Regions from separate parts of the Mus musculus genome. Here region 1 is linked to region 2. The links are chromatin contacts, called in public Hi-C maps. All regions are on one chromosome and are shown on one strand. The core of a region is the stretch at or near the end of the contact, and the rest is flanking DNA. Distances in the headings are between cores, read along the strand shown. Region 1 holds the start of Mrpl44 (mitochondrial ribosomal protein L44). Region 2 holds the start of Scg2 (secretogranin II).

Region 1 (2,702 bases), core at 185-2,684, 340 kb after region 2:
AAGGTTTTTTTGTCGTCCAAGAGTAGGGGGTTTCCAAATGGAGGATTTGACAGGCAAATAGGCAGAGTTACAGAAGCAGAAAACGAGCATAAGAAGTTGGTAAAACACATGAAACTGAAGAAGAACGAAGACCAAAGTGTGGACACTTTGCGCCTTCTTAGAATTGGAAACAATCACCCATGGAAGGAGTTACAGAGACAAAGTTTGGAGCTGAGACAAAAGGATGGACCATCTAGAGACTGCCATATCCAGGGATCCATCCCATAATTAGCCTCCAAACGATGACACCATTGCATACACTAGCAAGCGTTTACTGAAAGGACCCTGATATAGCTGTCCCTTGTGAGACTAGGCCGGGGCCTAGCAAACACAGAAGTGGATGCTCACAGTCAGCTATTGGATGGATCACAGGGCCTCCAATGGAGGAGCTAGAGAAAGTATCCAAGGAGCTAAAGAGATCTGCAACCCTATCAGAGGAACAACATTATGAACTAACCAGTACCCCAGAGCTCTTGACTCTAGCTGCATATGCATCAAAAGATGACCTAGTCGGCCATCACTGGAAAGCGAGGCCCATTGGTCAGGCAAACGTTATATGCCCCAGTACAGGGGAACGCCAGGGCCAAAAAATGGGAATGGGTGGGTAGGGGAGTGGGGGGGGGGAGGGAGTGGGGGGACTTTTGGGATAGCATTGTAAATGTAATTGAAGAAAATACATAATAATAATAAAAAAAGAGAAAAAAAATGAACAAGCTGTTTGTGAAAGCAGGCACAAAGACCCTGGAGTCTAACTGGGTGAGTGCAGGGGAATTGTTTCCCTTGTATAAGAACCATACAGGTGCCTCTCAAGGAAAAGATGTTCACCATAAAAACTATGGGAAAAGAAGCAGAGACACTTCCATTTCTGACTTCAGGTCTTTTACTCATATTTTGTTAGGAAAGCTTCAAACGTTGATACAGATTTTTAAAAAAAAAACTTGTAATTTCACTGTTAATATTTTTATGTACCCCTCCTGGTCCCGAGTCTTCCCCTGTGGGAGGGGGGTAGGGTGGGAGGAAAGTAGTTGTTTTAAAATACAAACTTTAATTTTGGTTAAGTTAAACACACTTCTGAACGTGCTTTTGTAAGCGAGACTTTTTGGAAACGGTTGGGTGAAGCCTTAAACTTTGAAAACATTTCCTCAGTAGTGGCTGGAATGATGGTCTGCAACTTTTAAGACTGAATGTAAACAAGAAATGTTTTTCTTGTGAAAATTTAAGTGTTTTATTTAGAACTTTAAAAACTAGTTTTTGTTCTGCTTTAATGAGAAATAAACACAAGCGAGACTGATAGGGTCAAGCAACTGTTTCTCAACAATTTCTGCACCCATACTTACAGAATGGGCAGAAAGAAGCACTTGCGCACGCGCAGTACACTAGCCATGCTCCCTCTTCGGTGTCCTCCAGCGTTCAGGCCTCTCTCTGCTGCTGCACCAGTTTCCGGGGAACCGCGTTCGGGCTACACCGCTCCGGCTGTCTTCCTTCCGCCTCCTATTGCCTTGTTCTTGCCATGGCTTCTGCTGTATTCCGGTTGCTGCAGCAGGGCCCTCGCCGCCTATTGGCTCCGGCCGTCCCCACGCTGGCTCCTCCGGTTCGGGGAGTGAAGAAGGGATTCCGTGCCGCCTTCCGCTTCCAGAAAGAGCTGGAGCGATGGCGCCTGCTACGCTGCCCGCCGCCGCCAGTGCGACGGTAGGCGTCTCGGGAGGGTGGAGAGGCTAAGGTGGCGGCGAGGACACCAGGCTGCAGGCAACTGCGGTGGGCACGTTCCTGCAGGCAGCATGGGGCAGAGGAACTGGGCGACAGGGGCTGGGCTGTCCCCTGCAGAATCTCACTAGCTGAATATAAGCAAATGGGGTCGACCAGAGGGTAACTGCTTGGGATTGGGATTGACCCAATTTTGTCACTTCCTAATCTCAGGCCAATTGGGTATTTTAAAGAGGAATAGGGTCATCAATTCTACCATATTGCGTACCAGGGTAGAAACATTTAATTCTGTGTGTAACAGAATTTCATGTCCACTGCCTGGAGTGAGGATAAAAGTTTAGGTTTTTTATCTAATTAATCTTCTTGCCTGGGGGCGGGGGGGGGGGTTGTCGGACAAATCAAAACAGCCAACAACAACAACAACCTCAACAAAAACCCCACAGATTTTTCTAAAGTGCATCATGCTTATATACGATCCTGCATCATGCACTTTCTGTATACTCTGTCTTAGTGGGCAAAAGTACACGAAGATCAACTTCATTCTTACAGTTTCTTTGGCATTTGACTTCCGTTAGATTGTTAGAACACCAAAGAAGCAGGAACTGTCTCTAGTTAGCTAGTTATTCCTGAGCTGAGACTTTGATTACTATTTTAATATTGCCCTCCAGGAGAATATTAATCCCCTTTACACTAACACCAGTGAGAATACACCTTCTATTGCACAATTATTGTGGTTTAATAAGCAAGACTCAGAATCATGTCTTAATTTACATTCCCTTGCCCAATAGACAGGTGGGTATTTTAAGATTAATGAGTTAAAATTGGAAAAAACTATAGAAAACAAATTTAGATTTATGATTTTAAACTTAGATCTATTTTTCTTCTCTCTTTTAACTTTAAAGGATTTTATTGTGGCATTATTTTTCTCTAGGAAAAGACATTTAATTTTCTCTAGGAAA
Region 2 (3,051 bases), core at 366-2,865:
AGAAACTTCCTTTGCTTACATACATAGGCTGATTAAGATTACCACCAAGTAGGCTATTTAAGCATACACAGAACATTTCCAAAATAAACAAATGCTTTCTTCAAGAAACTGTACCCATAAACTTGTGAGTGATATAATGAAGTTTAAATAAAAAGGGTTCTATATGTATATAATATATTTCATATTACTTCAGGATTGATTTAGCTTTGGCAATCAGCTTTCACTACTGTCATGTTAAATGTTATCTTGAAAGCCATATTGAGTGCATTTGCTTTAAGATCATTATCTTGACATACTCTTAACACATCTTAGCATATGGATTACGTGATTATCTGAGAACCCACTACTTTGAAGGGAGGTTTTTCTGTAGAATTAGAGAAAGAATGCACATTGCAGTTTGAACCACAGCCTAACATGCATGGCCGACTCGTCGCTGACTCTGGTTTACTTTAGATGACACCGTTATTGCTTCTAACACTCAAAGGACTTCATTTCTCTAGGAGCTGCTCTTGCAAGCAGTGAAGATGGCTTTAATAGTTCTAACACCTTACACAGTGTTTGATTTAAAATTTAATTTTCTGAAGTCTAAATGGTAGGAACATTGTGTCTCCTCAGACAGCTATTATTGATGCCCCTTACAGTAAAAAACATCTTTCCTATGAAATCAGCTGGAACATTGACACTGAACCATCAACACATGTGAGTAAATCTGATTCAAACAACCCACCTAGTTAGGATAAACAAAAATAAATTTGCTTCAATCAACCTCTTCAGCAAGTAACATATCAGCTTTTCCAACCAACGCATAAAAATTACAATCACAGTCCATACCGATCTATATATTTTCTTCCCTGGATTCAAAGTTATCATTTCTCTGTGATTCCTAGTAACATGAACCTTTCCCACAAAGTGATAGTTCATCTTTGAAAAGGGGAAAATGTCAATGTTCAAAATTATTCTAAGCTGCTTTCTCAAGACTAAAATTAGCACATAATAACATAAGCCCTTCTGGAATATACCAGTTCATAAAATAATTAATAATTAATTCAGAGTTCCCTTAAGGTGAATATCAAAGAAAGAAAACAAATCTAAATTTTTTGCCTCTGTGACTCATATGATTGATGACATTTGAATCCTTTTAAACTGTCTGTTAAGATTATTAAGCATATAAAATTATATTTTTGGTTCTATATCTGACTCTTGGGAGAAAAAGAACACATTAGAGAAAGAATCAAAACATAAGGTTTGGTTAACTTTACATTAATCGGCATGTTGACGTTAAAATTCTCAACTTTTCTGCTCTCCTTGCATACAGTTTTACTCAGTAACATTATAGTTAATGCATATTCTCTGACAAGTCCTGTAAATCACAGAGCCCCTCATTTCGGCACACACGTATAGAGTATCCTTGCCTAAAAAGCAGCAGGTTGTCCGGTTATTCTATCAATATAAGCTTGCCAACGGTCTTTTTCCTCTCATCTGGGAAAACAGGGAGGGACACTCAAATGAGAACTTTCCAGTAAATAGAAGAGAAAGCAGTCTTACCTCTGTCTTATATTATGTGGAAGGCTCCAAGCATGCTCCTCTCTGCCGCTGAGTGAGGGCTCGGGCCGTTTCAGCACCGGACAGCTCCTCGGCTTATAGAGAGCCTGGGCGCCTGACTCCGCATTCCACGCTGACGTCACCGGCTCAGCCTCAAACCCCAGCGCAGGCGAGCTTTTTCAAAGAATCCGAGAGAAAACAATCACTTTAGATATTTTTTTAAAGCGTTGCATGCTTACGCCACCTGTCTTATGTAGCAAAAACTACAGCTTCTTCCCCCTTCTTTTATCTCTGAGGCTCGAAATAAAATGTTCAGCACAAATTCCCTTAGAAAGGAAGAAATCTGTCAGATAGACATGACTAATTGCAAGGACATCTCTGCGTTTTCACGCCTTGTTTAGAAAGGTTTCTTGGGCTTGCTGCCATGTCATAAGAATTTTACAGATAATGACTATCTTTTTATTTGTGCCTATAAAGAAATACGTTCTCATTTCCTGGTGCAGCCACAATTGAACAGAACATTGCAAATATGATAGATCGTATTTCATATCATGACTCCAGGCAGAACTGTTTTAAAACTGTTTAGTTTGAGCAAAAAAGGTGAGATGCTTAATTTTTTTTTTAATGAGAATCAACTCCAATTCTTTCAGCACAGTGTTCAAAATGAGAGTTCACAGACGCTCAAGTTGTTGATACTTCTATATGAGGCCATTCAAATCTTCAGCAAAATCAGGTGTTGCAAGAGATAGCTAAGAAACTGTGCTCCAAAAAACATACTGCCTACCAGGAAGGGAGGGATTACTGCTAGAAGAGAGAGAGTGGGGGTGGAAGGGGGAGAGAGAGGGAGAGAGATTGAGAGATTTTCATATGCCTAGAGCCCTCTTGGCATCAAGAGAACATAGTACCACAGAAATACTTCTAGGTTTTGGTTGAGTAAGTTGAGGTGACTAACTTCAATGAATGAGAACCATCCAAGGAACAATGTCAGAGTTAACCCACCGCTTCTTGGATTTATAATTCATAACCATGGCTGTACTTTGCCGTGGAACTTGATTAGGTACCTTAATAATTTATACAGGTCTAAATTTTTAACTTTATTTTATTAAAGATGTGAGTCCTCTAACCCTGTATATACTGAAATATATTTCTGAGAACTGAGAGAATCTTGTTGTATGAGGTCCTCTAAAAGTCTCTGCTGACTGAACAATCACATTCCAATTTTATCTACCCACCAACTGAGTTATGATGCTTATGAGGTGCCAGATAGTTTGTGAACTACTGGGAAAAGAAAAAAATGAATATAGTTTTCTGGCTTTAAGAAGGCTTTAATCAATGGGGATGAAAGATAGATTATTTTAATATACATTGGAAAGCACTAAAGAGAAGGCTATTCAGAAGGCTTTGAAAGTTTTGTGGCATTTGCAAAACTCAAGAAGAAGGAAGAAGAAGGAAGTGTGGATACTTTGCTCCTTCTTAGAATGGGAAACAAAGTACCCATGGAAGGAGTTA

What was found. A called contact is a pair of places that touch in the nucleus more often than the background predicts.
Region 1: a contact with region 2 is called in a Hi-C map of the HPC-7 cell line, with 2.7 times the contacts expected there. The contact joins the promoter of Mrpl44 here to the promoter of Scg2 in region 2. A contact is called at or near these places in 7 of 39 promoter capture datasets (the HPC-7 cell line, embryonic stem cells, hippocampal neurons and 3 more) and 2 of 484 Hi-C or Micro-C datasets (the HPC-7 cell line and the N1E-115 cell line).

What each region holds. Positions count from the first base shown.
Region 1 is chr1:79,774,584-79,777,285 of GRCm38.p6, forward strand. Mrpl44 (mitochondrial ribosomal protein L44) reads left to right here and starts at 1,435. Exons shown (of 4, transcript NM_001081210.1): 1 at 1,435-1,728. The coding sequence starts at 1,550. It also overlaps a transcript of Wdfy1 not described here.
Region 2 is chr1:79,438,411-79,441,461 of GRCm38.p6, forward strand. It overlaps Scg2 (secretogranin II), which reads right to left and starts at 1,616. Exons shown (of 2, transcript NM_009129.3): 1 at 1,546-1,616.